2 separate regions of the Mus musculus genome follow, and region 2 is linked to region 1. The links are chromatin contacts, called in public Micro-C maps. All regions are on one chromosome and are shown on one strand. The core of a region is the stretch at or near the end of the contact, and the rest is flanking DNA. Distances in the headings are between cores, read along the strand shown.

Region 1 (6,992 bases), core at 4,058-6,557:
GGATGGGCCTGAAGTCCTCATGCTTGCCCAGCCAGCGTTTTCTCTATTGAGCTTTATTTGTCTCCTCAGCACGATTTCTAGTTAAGTACAGGGTTTCATGTGGCCCAGGCTGACCTCAGTCGCCTTCTGATCCTTCTGCCTGTGCTTCTCAAGTGTTGTCTCTACAAGTGTTGAGCTTTGAGTCTTTCTCTAAAACTTTATATGGGAGCATGGGGCATGCGCTGTGGTATACACGTGGAGATCAGTACTGTTGGTGATCAGTTCTCTCCTTTTACCATTCACAACCCAGGAATAGACCTCAGGTCCAGACTTGGCACAAGTGCCCTCAGTGAACCATCTCCCAAGCCCCCAGATTTCATTTTTGTGTTTGTTTTTGTCTTGGGTTTTTGAGGCTGGGTCTCAAATGGCCCTGGCTGTCATGAAATTCACTATGTAGGACAGGCTGGCATCGAACTCATAGAGATCTGCCTGCTTCTGCCTCCCCAGTGCTGGGATTAAAGGATGGCTGGCTCCCCAGCTTCACTGTTTGTTTTTAGAGATAGGGTTTCCTCTATGTAGCCCTGGCTGTCCTGGAACTCACCCTGTAGCCCAGGCTGGCCTTGAACTCACAGAGTGCCTGCCTCTGGGACTAAAGGCATGCACCACCACAGCCCAGCCTAGCTTTGGTTTTGAAACTTACTTGGTGATCTGTTCTCACGAGAGTTGTGCTAGACGTGAAGGTTAGCTAGCAGTGCAGCCTCCGTCCCTCACCTTTCTCACCATTCTGGGGCCCTCTGAGTGCGAGGTTAAGAAACAAGACTAGTGAGGCTAAGCTAGCAGCACACACCTGCAGCCTCAGTCTGGGGAACCAGGCAGGGTACTCAGGAGCTAATGGCCATCTTCATCTGTGTCCTGAGTTCGAGACCAGCCTGGGCTACATGAAACCTACCTCAAAGAAACACACACACACACACAAACCCCAGTAGAACAAGAGGGCCAATAACACGCCTCAGGGGATAAAAGCCTGATTTTGATCCCTAGAACCCACCTCGGGGAAGAAGAGAGAACAATTGCAAGTGGTTCTCTTGGACTTCCACATGTGTGGGAAATACTGCTAAAAAGAAGGTAAAGAAGCTGTGCAGTGCGTCGGATGGCATAGCAAGCACTATGGTGAGGGAATTGAGCGGGAAGGAATATGAAGTATTAGGTCGGAAGGTGTTGACGTTTTAGGCCTCATAGCCAGAGGACAGCCATGGAGGAGGTGGGCGTGTGTGGTGGGGCAAAGGTCCTGAGGGGAGTAAGGTGGAGGAGCTCCTGGGACTTAAGTGTAGCAGACTGATTTAGGAGGTGGAAGAGACAGAGGTGGAAGTGCTAAGAGCTTGCTCTTCTCTTTAAAATAACAAAAGAAATCTAAGCGCTCAGTGACACTGAGCACATTGCAGCTTTGATTGGAAAATAGTCTTGATATCTGAGTAGTAGCCACAGCTGTGAGGGCCAGAACACATTAGACATCCAGGTCCCTCCATGAGAGACACTGTGGGCCCAGGTGCCCGCTAGCCTCCAGTCCCTCACATTGTATTGAACTTCCCTGACGTGTATTGGGTTGGGCCATAACCTGACAGTGGGTCTTGTCTGTGGATTAAGACTGGTTTAACAGTGAGCTTTACAAAATTAGCTCTAACAGCTTCCTTTCTTGAGCCAGAGGCCTTTGGTCACCCCTTCTCACTCTAAGGGTTAGTGGCCAGAGACCAGACCTCCTATGTCTCATTCTTTGCCTTCACTGACTGGTGCTACAGTGCCTGTAACAGCTCAGAGTAAGGGCCCTTGCCCAGCTATGGCTCCAAAGCTTGGCTCTGGTGCAGTCTAACAAAAGTCCTTTTCCTACTGGACGGGTCCCTGTAAGTCAGTCTTCAGCCTTCTTTTCATCTTGGTTCCTGAGTTTGGAGTCCCATGGTGGTATGTGCTGGGGCAGCAGTGGAGAGGAAGTGGCTTGGGACGAGGCCTAGGAAGAAAGCCCTTTGGCCCCTCCCATTTGCCACACCCTTATACTGACCAAAAAGATAGTCAGAAGTCCTCAAGGATCCCCAAAAGGACTGACTCCTGGGTGGAAGATAAATGTAAAAGAGGCGGGGCCCCGCCTTGGAAGACCTGGGCCAGAAGTTGCCTCGGTCGGTGTGCCTTTGGCTGCTGACAGTAATGATGACGGTAATGGCAGCAGTAGCAAAGACAAGTTTTGGTGTCTAATGTGTGCCAGACATGGTATGAGTGAGATACTTTACCTGCAATAACTAACCTAAGCCAAGCCTCCCAGTGACCCCTTCAGCTAATCTACTTATTCCCTTTGTAGAATTTAAATAACTCACGGGGGGTGGGGGGTGTCAGAGGGCCTGGGAATGATGTTCAGTAACTTTTCAGCCCTCTGCGTGCCCTTGCACAGCTCTCAGGCCTGCAAAATCCCAGAAAGCTCTGTGCTCCAGGTCCAGTGTGAGTGAACATTTGGATTTTCAACAGTCCCCCAGGAGCTACCAGGGTTCGTGCCCAGAAAACACATGTTGAAACTTGTAGGAAGTCTGGAAAGGAGATTTAGATAACAAAGAATCCCACAGGTCTCTGCAAGGGTTGACAGTAGCTCTTCAAAAAGGACCCAGTCCCAGTCCTTTGTGTCACTCTGCTATCGGCTGTGCACCTCTCATGATCCCTAGCTCCCTGTGTAGCTCCAGTTGGCACACCCTATCCAGCAGTAGTTAAGGGACACCTATGTGTCCCTTTAAGAGAGAAGAACCTTGCTTTTATGCCCTGCCTCCTGGTTCCTCTTAGGTCTTTTGTAGTAGCACTGGGACAAATAACCTAACACAAATAACCCTGTCTGTGCCGCTCAGAGGCCAGGCCAGAGGCCATGGGAGTAAACTCACAGCACCGCTCAGGAGCACACAAGAGTGTGTGCGGGTCGCCTGTAGAGGTGCGGAGCAGCAGAACCACAATATCCTGCATTGTGCTGTTCCTGTGGCACTTCTAAGATTTGTAATTACTCAGCTGCTTAGCTGTGTGCATAATCATAGTCCCTGTACCCTAGCACCCCTTCATTGTGTCAGCTACCAAACATTTTGTCTGAAAGTGCAGGGACTCCCAAGTTGGGCACAACACTGGAGGTCTGTGCATCCTTTATTTATTTATTTTTTTAGATGTTTATTTACTGTTATACATAAGTACACTGTAGCTGTCTTCAGACACCAGAAGAGGGCGTCAGATCTCATTACGGGTGGTTGTGAGCCACCATGTGGTTGCTGGGATTTGAACTCAGGACCTTTGGAAGAGCAGTCAGTGTTCTTAGCCACTGAGCCATCTCACCAGCCCTGTGTGCATGCTTTTTGAGAGCTCACCCTGCTTGGCACCACCTGGGGTTCCCCCTGCTCCCTCCCACTCCTGAGCAAGATCCTTCTCACAGAGGCTTGACTCTGAGGACCATGGAGGGCTGTGGGGTGGACAGAAGGGGAGGATGTAAGTCAGGTGTAGGTTGCTAGCTCAAAATTGTGAACTCCGGTGGTTCTGGCCCAGTCCCCAACCATCTATGAAAGCGACATTCCTCTTACGGGCAGAATTTTTCCTCTGACCACCTGTGGACAGTGGTTGCCCTGGGAGACTGCGGAGGGCCTGAGAAATGTGACTTAACCTGTGTGCAAGTCCTGGGTCCTACTGGGCCCTGTATTGGTCTTGGGTTAGCCCAATGACCTCCATTTCCCTGTCTGCAAGGTAGAGCAGGTAGGTTGTGGGGGGATTGAAGCTTGTGAAATCATGCGACATGCCCGACTCACAGCCAGTGCCCCTTGAGGGCACGGGAATCTGCTTGTTGCAATTTCCTTTGGTTGTTTTCTTTTGTTTTGCCAGATTGTTCTCAGGTGACTGAGAGCTCCCTGCAGGCAAGAGCATCTTGGTTCTGGTTTACCGCAGTTTGATAAAGATGATAGTAAGAGTTTTAATTTGGCTCTTCGGGGTTTTTTTTTTTTTTTTTTTTTGTATGTGTGTGTTTGTTTGTTTGCTTGTTTTTTCGAGACAGGGTTTCTCTGTGCAGTCCTGGCTATCCTGGAACTCACTCTGTAGACCAGGCTGGCCTCGAACTCAGAAATCCTCCTGCCTCTGCCTCCCAAGTGCTGGGATTAAAGGTGTGTGCCACCACTGCCCGGCTTCATTTGGCTCTTCTGAGCCAGGGTTTGATGCTGATAGCCAGTCTGGCCTTATTGCAGCAGTTCCTCTTGCCTCAGTCTCCCAAATGCAGGGCGTACAGGCAGGTGCATCACACCTGGGAGTCTGTACTTTGCCATCAGACGTCTGGAGGTTAAGTCTGGAGTTTAGGCTGTAACTGTGAGCCAGGTGTTTTCCATTTTGAAGGCCCAGGTGTGAGCAGCCTGTGATAACACAGCTGAGAGTCATGGAACTGTTTTGGTTGTTCTTTGGGTTTTGTTGTTGTTGTTGTTGTTGTTTTTGTTTTTCTGTTTGTTTTTTTGTTTTGTGACAGCCTCCTGTAGCTCAGGTTGGTCCCTGAACTCACTATGCAGCTTTGAATGACCTTGAAATCCTGTCTGACTTTTCCAATTCGAAGATCATAGTCATAAGCTATTGAGCTCCATCTGTTACTGAGTGTTTGATGGGCCAGAGCCATGACCTCACTGGCTTTCTCTCCCAGGGTGGACACTAGACTCTTCACAAGGGCATATTCGCATAACAGTCAAAAGCTGGACTCTTGAGATATACTGCTTGGGTTGAACCCCCACTTGCTATGTGACCTCCGTCCTGTGACTTCTGTTCAACACTATCTGTAAAATAGGCGTGACCGTAGTTCCGACTTAAAGGCCCTGGAGAGACTGTAGTGTTTAGAGCAGCACCCTCCCAGAGCTGTGCTTCCAAGGCTGGGTGGAAGAGTCTGCCACAAGGTTTAATCATTAAGCCTCCAGCCTCTGCAGCCGGCACTGTCTGCAGAGGTGAGGGGCCCACCTGTGGGTAGGAAGGTTGTGAATGAAGCTGCGGGGCTTAGGGCAGGGATGCTGTGGCGCTGATCCAGCCCTGGCTCAGCACCGAGCAGGTGGCCTGTAACAGGCAGGCTTTGTTACCTCCGAGCTTTCTCCCAAACTCATTCAGACCCAAGACCACGTGTCTGATGAGTAAGGAATCCTGTTATTTCCCTTCCCCAAAGGGAATATTGGCAGAACTGGCTCTTTGGGGATGTGCCTGTGTGCAGAGAGCAGCCATCTCAGGGGAACTCCGGTAAGCTGGCGTGGCCTGAAGGCCACTGAATAAGTCGTTAGAAGCTGGCACTGCTGGTTCCTATTTCCGCATTCCAGACACCCACAGCGCAGGAGGAGGCACCACCCCAGGTCGGCCTAGGGAGCTGGGGCAGGTGGCTCTTGCCTAGGGAAAACCTGGGACAGGAGCCACACCTGGGGCCAACCTAGTAGCCACCTTCCTGGAGTGTGATCACGGCTGTGTTCCGGGACTCCTGGTAGGTGAGCGATGTCTCCTCACTTCGGTAGCACCTTCCAGAGAAAGTTAATAATCTGATTCTTCTTTGAGGGAAAGCTAGCTTCTCTCTCTCTCTCTCTCTCTCTCCCCCTCCCTCGCTCCCTCCCTCCCTCCCTCCCTTCCTCTCTCTCCCTCTCTCTCTCTCTCACCCCCTCTTCTCTTGTGAAGTGTTTACCTATCTGTTCCTAACCTGAAGAAAGGTTGGCCCAGTGTTGAGCAAATGAGAAGATGGAGGCCACGGACTCCCAGGGAAAGAATAGATGACTGTAGCTGAGCCCCTGCTGTCTGCAGACTTTGTTACCAGGGGCTGTGGTGCCCCAGCCCAGTATGTATGCTGTGTGGTCTTGGTAAATCCTGTACCCTCCTGGGCCTCAGTTTCCTCTTTTGGGGGAAACAGGAAGTAGTGGTAGTACCCACTGAGTTGTCATGCCAAGTGCCCCAGCTCCTCTGACCCTGCGCCTGTGGACTGCAGCTCAGGCCCCTTGCTCCCTGCTCTGGCCTCTCCCTGGCTGTGTCCTCTGCCTGTGGATGTAGTTGGGGTGGCATGTCCACCTGCCTTCCCACACTCACGTAGCCGTTCTCAGGACTAGCCTTCCAAAGCCACCCCCTCCTCAAGTCTCTGCTCAGATGTTCCCAACCCAGGGTGCCTTCCTCTCAGTCACCCTGGAGCCACCTCCTTCGCTGGATTTTTCTTCCACCTGCATCTCAACTGTTGGCTTCCTGGGAGCGCAGGCCAGGCCTTGGTCCTTCTAGAACAGTGCCTAGCCTGTAGCGGGGGTGGGGTGGGGTGCAGCTTCAGTTATGACATGAATGAATTTATGCTACTAGATGGCCCATTGGTGGATGGACGGCTAGCTGTTCTCACTTGGGACTGACTAGAGTGCCACCAGCGTTTCCAGGAAGCCATGGCAGTGGTTGGTGTGACCTGTCACCTCTCTCTCTGGTCTCTCTGTGGTCATGCAGCCATTCTTGGGGTCTGTCAGCCTCAAGCTGCTGGCTTCCTGGCCCCCAATCCCTTCAGGCGTCACAGCCTGGAAGCTGACAGTGGCTCATTTGGGCATTTTGGGCACATGGCATGACAGAGAAAGTGTGGTACCAGCGAATTAGAGAATAGTGGGGTAATCTCAGTAAGAGAGGATTTGTGCGTGCCTGCTATGTATTGGAAAGGTGACATAGCTCCAGGTTTCTGTGGCAGGAAGGCAGGGGAGATAAGAGTGACCTGACCAGCCTTGGTTTATCCTCTCCTCTGCTTTAGTAGGCAATAACTCTTGCTGTGCGCTGAGCAGGTTTTAATTAACCAGTGAGTTGAAGGAATCAGACTGTGTTGTAACTGACACGCTCTCTGTTTCTGGCTCCAGGTAGCAGCGACTGGTGCTGTAAAAATATCCCAGGCAGGCTTCCCCGAGGCGCTCCAGGGAGCCAGGTCAGTGGTCCTCCCTCTCAGGCTTCTCCAGCAGCCCCAAGCTCTGAGGCACCTCACGGGCCCACTGTTGCCATGT
Region 2 (7,093 bases), core at 4,518-7,017, 690 kb after region 1:
GATTTTTGACTTTTTTTATGTTTAGTAAAAAAGCAGTGTCTGCTGCCATGTTGCGTCTCTTTCTTTGTCTCTGTCTGCCTCTGTCTCTGTGCTTGTAGCTGTTCCTTGGAGCGCGGTGTGGTGTTCTTGATGTAGTGAGCTCAATCTGCGGCTGTCTCTGGGAGCGTGGTGGAGGCTGCATGTTGTTCTCCAGGAAGAACTAGTGGTTTTGTGCCCTGTGTGTTGGTGCGCAATGTGCAGAGGCAGAGCCGCTGAAGTGTGGTTCCGGAGGGGGTGGCCAAGCACCGCCCTCACTCCAGGTCACCTCATCAGCCCAAGCTGAGAGGCATCAAAGCCAATGCACACACAGGCAGCCCCTGCCACTAGCCCCTGCCGGCCTGCACATCTTCTATTTGTGTTCCTTGGAGAAGAAATGGTTGGTTGCCATGTTTCTGTCAGCAGTCATGTAATGCCATTGCTCGCTCTGGTACATTCATTTGGTCATAATTTGCCTCTGACCTTTGGAGGGAGCAGCCAGGCCCAGAGGGCCAATTCTGAGGGTCCTTGGGAGAGTCTAGCCCACCCTGCCCACTGGTTCTTAGCTGCAAAACAAGCAAGACAGGCCCACCTACAAGTGTAGGGTGAGTCTCTGGTCTCCCAGAGCCTCTGCCATCAAGAGTGTCAGCCATCAAGCCTCCTCCCACATCCCAAGAACTAGTCCGACGTTATCAGTCCAAGAGACTGTCAATCTTGCTGATTTTCACAGGGGTGACGCTGTTTTTCAAAGACAATCTTTCACTTGCTTACCAAAGGCAAACCATTCTTGTCAACACTAGAAAGGGGGTTGCACATGTGGACCCGGAAGAGATGCTGAGCCCCCTCTACAAAGGAGAACAGTCATGTCTGCCTCAACTTATCCCAAGTGTCTGACCTCTACAAGGTCTACTGGTTTGGAGGCTGTGCTTCAAAACCCTAGCAGAGCTCACCCCTTCTTGCTGACACCCTTACTTCCGTCCCTCTTTGACAATGGAGAGCGAGAGGGACTTTTTCTCATCTTCCAGGGAATGGAGATTCCAGCAACCCTAACCAGGCTCTAGAACAAAGGCAGCAAAATCATTTGGAGCTGCTACCCATTTCTGCTCTTCTTGCCAGCCTCCTCCTCAGTGATGCCCTGTTCCCACCCTGCTCAAGCCCCAGCCTTAGCCCTCCCATGTCCACAGGGAGCCCAATGGCATTACATAACCCTGAGCCTGGGTCTGTCAAGTACACTAGTCGAGTGAAGAGGGAAGGCGGTGTATTTAGAACAAAGTAGCCATCAGGATTACCTTGTCCACTGAGGTTGGGGTTCGTGTAGTCCCAAGTATCTTGATCGTTCTTGAATACATTTAAACGCGTAGGCTGTGAAGACGAGACAGAGTCTGAAGCCGGCCGTGCCTCATCTCACCAGGTACCCAACACAGGGCAGTCACTCCCCAGACCTACCTTTGCGTACTCAATTTTCAGAGTACAACAGCCGGAATAGATGTCAGCCCCATTGAGTGAGGCCTTGGCGCGCTGGGCACTTTGCACAGAATCAAACGTGAGAAGACTTAAGGAAGCAGAACTGTGGAGCTTGGGAAAGGATTACTAGACTCAGCCTCAGTACCACATACAGCCTCGGGTAAAAGCTATGGACACACCGGGGACTGTACTCAGGAAGCAGTCATTGGCTAGGGTTCACTGTGGTCTGCACCCTTATCCCAGCCTCAACAGAGATGGCAGCAACACACTATCTCATGCCATCCCATTATATCTGCAATCTATACCCTGCCTGCTTTAAAAAGTGGCTTCTTTAAAAAAAAAAAAAAAAAAAAAAAAAAATGGCTTCTTACTGCAACTTGGCCAAGGAGACACTAGGCAAGCCATCTTTATCAAAACAAAAACCTCTCCCCCTTTCCTGTCATTCTGGAGTCTTCTGATTTTTCTTTTTTTTTCAAGACAGGGTTTGTGTAGCCCTGGCTGTCCAGGCACTCTGTAGACCAGGCTGGCCTCAAACTCAGAACTCAAAAAAGAGGACTGCCTCTGCCTCCCAAGTGCTGGGATTAAAGGCATGCGCCACCACTGCCCGGCTTGATTTCTGCTCCTTATCTAAGTTCCTCTCTAACAGAATGGACCCATCCACCTCAAAGAAGGAAGAGGACGGTGGATAGAGCTGAGCTGTCTCACTTGCACAGCTGCATGAAGGAAGCACTGGGCCCAACTCTCACAAGGGGTGCACACACTCCTAAACAAAATAGTATCTCATTAGAACATACCCTGATCAGCTGTTTCTATAAGCCTCATAGCCTGGTCTTTTACATTCTCTATGCTAAACTCTGAGAAACAAACACCAGTTTCCCAGAAAAGGATATTCCACCATAGCCTGAACTCCGTTCTTCCGGAAAATGACAATTCTCTGGACAGGGCCACAAGGGTTACAGATGGTGTAAAGAACATCCTAGAAGAGATAAAAACAGGCAAGATAAGGAAGGGGCCTGGCTGGCTGGGGATGATGGAGTCGGGCAAGAGGGGAAAGAAGAGGTGGGAGCGCCTTCCCTTCACACACACCGTGGTTATGGAGTAGATGGGGTTTAGGATGGTAAACAGAAGCACGCTGTTTACGCTCCGGGAGTCATCAGAGTCGCCCGGGCGAGAGATCTTCTGGCTGGTAGAATAATTGACAAATGCAGGGTGACCGGCAATGTAGATCTGGTTGTCTGCAGCGTAGTTTACGGCATTACAAGCCCCCAGCACGTCTTCAAACTCTACCAGTGCCTGCCTCTTCTTTGGCATCACCACCACATAGCTGCAGAGAGAAGGCAGGCTTCAGTGCTCTTGGGAGGGGAACCAGACAACTTTGTGAAATGATTCTTGCTCTTCTCAACCCTGACCCCCAACACTCTAAGCCAGTTACCCTCCTGGCCCCTCTCCTAAATCAGAACAGACTGCCAGGCTGAGCAGATCACAGTGCTAATCAATCATTGCCTGGGCAACTTTGTGGAAGAAGGAATCTAGACCAGCAAGCAACTGGTCTGGTCAAACAGTAAGAAGTCACTAGGAGAATAAAGAGGTCTGACTAGATCCCCAGGGGTGGGGAAGAGATGGGGGAAGAAGGAACTAAAACTTGAAACACGGCAAGAGTGAACTCTCTGAGGACAAGTCACAGGATACAGCCACAGACCCTGGGACCAGCACTGCTCAGAACCAGACAGCAGTGACACTCAGGGATGCTAAGGAGCTCTAACCCAGCATCAAGAAGTACCTGATGGGTCCAAATTCTTGCAGGGCTTCCACAAGGTCAGCTTCCACTACTCCGTCAATCAGGCCCCTGATGTGAACAACTGGGGAGGCAGGGGTTTTGTGGGGGTCATCGTAGTTCTCCTGAAAAAGTAAGGTCACACAGTGAAAAGAGGGACCCCAATGTACTGCCACGCGATCACCAAAAGCCTTGAGTGGGTGGCCATCTGCCCCCTAGAGGCTTAGTGATAAGCCTAGCTTCTAAGGAAGGCTAAATGTAGAAAGATCCGGTCTCATATCTGATACTCTTTCTGGAATTCATCTCTGAATCAAAGTACAACAGGAAGAGTGACTTAGAAAGGGACCACACCCACAAGAAGAGCTCCAACAGCTGCCTGCTAGTCTTAACACACTCTACAATGGGTAGTGTGGCACACTCCTTTAATCCCAGAGCACTTGGGAGGCAGAAGCAGACAGATTTCTTAGTTCAAAGCCAGCCTGGTCTACAGAGTTCCAGGACAGCCAGGGCTACACAGAGAAACCCTGTCTTGAAAAACAACAACAAAAACCACACTCTGCATGTGTTCTAGCTTCTTTGTGTTTTCTCTGGCTGGGCAAGCTTTGGTCACTTGATTAAGAAGACTGTGACCACAAGTCACCTTCAGGTCTGGTCTGGGCAAAAGACCAAGTGCTTAGGGACACAAGGCTTCCAGGACAATACGCCCTGCCTGTCTTATACTGTCTAGGCCAAGGTCTTCCACCCCGAACTGCTATCCCAACCTGTAACATTTTCCACAGCTCCTCCACTCACACAATCACACACAGGCAGTTTCTAGAGCTCTGGAGAGAACGTCCTCCTCCATCTCTCTAGACTGTGGCCCATGCCCCGAACACTACTGGGCAGAAACCTATGCATATTAGTGGGTTCTTAGTGAACCACACAAGGCACACCCTTCCCAGCCATTTCCAGTTGAGGTTTGCCTTCCACAACCTTGAGTTCTAATCTTACTTCTGTTTGTCACTGGTGAGACTCAACCTAATTTACCCAGTGTCTTTCCTGCTTTGTAAAGGGAGTCCATAAAAGTCCCCATCTCAGAGGACCAACACCGAATGTGAGGTACCTCTCACCTTAAATGATTAGGGTGGGGGTAAGGCTCACCACACAGCCCATGAGATGTTCGGAGAACAACCTTTTGGAGTCTGTTCTCTCCTTCCACCTCATGGGCTCCCGTTGTCTAGCTTGGCAGTTAACTTACCAGACTCAACTAAAATGTCTTCCAAATCCTTGAGAAACCTAACACTGTAACAACAGGGAGAAGCTGATAAATGCATGAGCAGCAGCCTCATCAAGAGGGCACTGTTTGTTTGGCTTTTTGATAAGTCTCACAGCCTTGTCTGTCCTGGAATTAACTATGCATAAGAGGCTGGCCTCAAACCAAAGAGATTAAAGGCCTGTGACTCCGTGCCCACCGGAAGGACTTTAATAATAAACTTTTAAAAGGAATGCAAACTGCATCCTAACCCAGACACCATAATTGTGACCTTCAGAAGACTAAATAGGCTGAAAGACTCTATGCATAGCCACAGGACCATAATACAGTTTAGTTTATAAATGCCCCAATCCTGGAGCCCTAAGCAAATCGAGTGATAATTTCTAAGCTTGGCTCAATTCCCAAAGTTAAATCTGCCTTTCACAAATCGTCTTCCGTTTTTCAATGCACACAGTAAAAGAAGTTAAACAGTTTAATCTGGGCATTATAATTTTATAATTTCATCAAGTGAACTTCTATATGGAAACGACCATGATTAAAACTGCGACGGGGCGACTCGGTCAGGCCACCGCCCACCCGCTTCCCGCTCGCTGGCTGTGGTTGTAGAAACGCGCTTGCGCATAGGGACACGGAAAGAAGAGGAAAAAAAAAAAGATAAAGAAGTGAGGAGAAAAAAAAAAAACGGCCCGACCGCGTGCCTAGGCCCCCCACATGCCGGCCCGCGGCGCCTGCGCAGTGCGGTGCCTGCAGAGCCAGCCGCTTCCTCCGCCCCCTCAAGCCCCGCTTCGGATTGTGCGCACGCGCAAGCGCCTGTCCTCGCGCAAACCCCGCCGTTTGCCCAACGCCTGCCCCTCCCCCACCCACCAAAAAAGCGCGAGGGCTGCAGCGCCTGCGCAGAGATTTTTCCCCCCTGTGAAAAATAAATAGCTTTTTAAAGTACGAAATTTCCCCTTCCTTCCGGGAGTCTAAAGCCCCAGCCTCACCCCGCCGCCGCCGCCCGCCGCCCCGGAGCCTCCGCCGCCGCCGCCTCCGTGCTGGTCGCCGGCGTTTTCAGTCTTCAGCCGTTTAGGGGCTCGGCCTCCCTCGTTGCCGCCGCCGTAATAGCGACCACCGCCACCTCCGCCGCCCGCAGCCGCCATCTTCACCATCGCTCCCGCCCGCCTCAGCTGCTCGTCCGGCTGCTGCCTCTGCTCGAGCCGCCGACGCCGCTTCTCCGCCCGGGGCAGCAGCCTCCGCGACATGGCGGCGCAGAACCCGCCTCCCCCCGCCTCTCATTGGGGGAGGGACACGCCCGTCACTCGCCGCCCCCACCCGATAGGGGGAGCCACTGGCCCTATCTTGGGGGGAGGGGAAGTTTCCTCACGGTTCATTTCTATTGGATAGGACGCATGCCGTTCTATTGGAAAGACCGCCTCTGTTCGCCAATCGCACTCCTTATAGGTGAACGCTTCTTGCCAGTCATTCCGCCAGGCCCCACCTCCTTAAAATAAACTCTGATTTAATAGGCCAGATTTTTGGGATCGCTCCGCCTTCCCACAAACAGTAAATGGAAGTGGGCCTCCGAAGCTCCGCCTCCTTCCCGCTCTCATTGGTTTCCTAGCTAATCGGTCACTCTGAAATCCTTGCGTTTCCCAGTCACAACGACCATCTTCCCGCGCCACTCCGCTGGGATACAAGAAAGGCCTTCCCTTCTGTGTTCCTACAATTGTTCCCCCAGGTGCCCGTCTCGTACGTCAACACTCGATTGGTCAATGAAGAGTGGAAAGAATGCCCTATTGCCAGATGGTATAGGACGACTGATAGCTTCTGATTGGTGAAAAAGGAGAGCCCGTAGGCTCTCTGTGGCGCAATCTAGGAACCGGTCCCGAGAGAGCGCATGCGCTCCTGTACTTTTGGGGGGGGGGGGGGGCTTCAATAGAAGAGGTGACTTTAAGGGATACAACTACTCGAGTACCCGAACGGTCTTTCGCGCGTCTGTTGTTTGCAAGCTCCGGAAGTCTAGAGCAAGACAACAATTTGCAGCAGCTATAACCCATTAGAACGTTTACTTCACCTCTACCCTATCCTAAGCTGGAGGTTATTATTTTTAAAAGAACCTTCAAATCTGAGCACTTCTCACTAATAAAACACTCATTGATTGCCATGTGACTTTGGACCCTGGCAGGCACCGTCATTTCACTCTAAATTCAGTCATGGTGGTAGATCTTTATAGTTCAACTCGGTTCGCACTTGGCAACTGAGCACCCTGCGTCCTCCAGAGTGCTCTGTGGCTTAGACTCGCTACTTGGAGACTGCTCTGAAGCGATTGTCTCCTCCCAGGGTCCTGCGAAGCCCGAGAGCTGCAACGCCGACAAGTGCCCGCCGGGGAGCAAGCAGACAGGGAACGTACTGACGGAGGATCCGGATCCCGACCACAGACCCGTCCAGAGGCTTTATGGGGAAACTAGGGAGTCAAGAAGACTCTGGGATGTAGCTCAGCAATGGAACGCTTGCCTAGCACAGACAAGGCGCGTATCTACCCCCACCCCCACCACACGCACGCGCGCGCGCGCACACACACACACACACACACACACACGTCTTGAGAC

Evidence for each region. Hi-C and Micro-C count contacts between places; a contact is called where the count stands out from the background.
Region 2: a contact with region 1 is called in a Micro-C map of muscle stem cells, with 5 times the contacts expected there. The contact joins the promoter of Hnrnpl here to the promoter of Sipa1l3 in region 1. A contact is called at or near these places in 1 of 484 Hi-C or Micro-C datasets (muscle stem cells) and 2 of 115 datasets of contacts at active chromatin or transcription factors (embryonic basal ganglia and pancreatic cancer cells).

The regions. Positions count from the first base shown.
Region 1 is chr7:29,503,775-29,510,766 of GRCm38.p6, reverse strand. It overlaps Sipa1l3 (signal-induced proliferation-associated 1 like 3), which reads left to right and starts at 5,307. Exons shown (of 23, transcript NM_001081028.1): 1 at 5,307-5,473; 2 at 6,852-6,916.
Region 2 is chr7:28,809,564-28,816,656 of GRCm38.p6, reverse strand. It overlaps Hnrnpl (heterogeneous nuclear ribonucleoprotein L), which reads right to left and starts at 5,767. Exons shown (of 13, transcript NM_177301.5): 1 at 5,489-5,767; 2 at 3,260-3,378; 3 at 2,566-2,803; 4 at 2,370-2,455; 5 at 1,462-1,558; 6 at 1,305-1,377. The coding sequence starts at 5,746.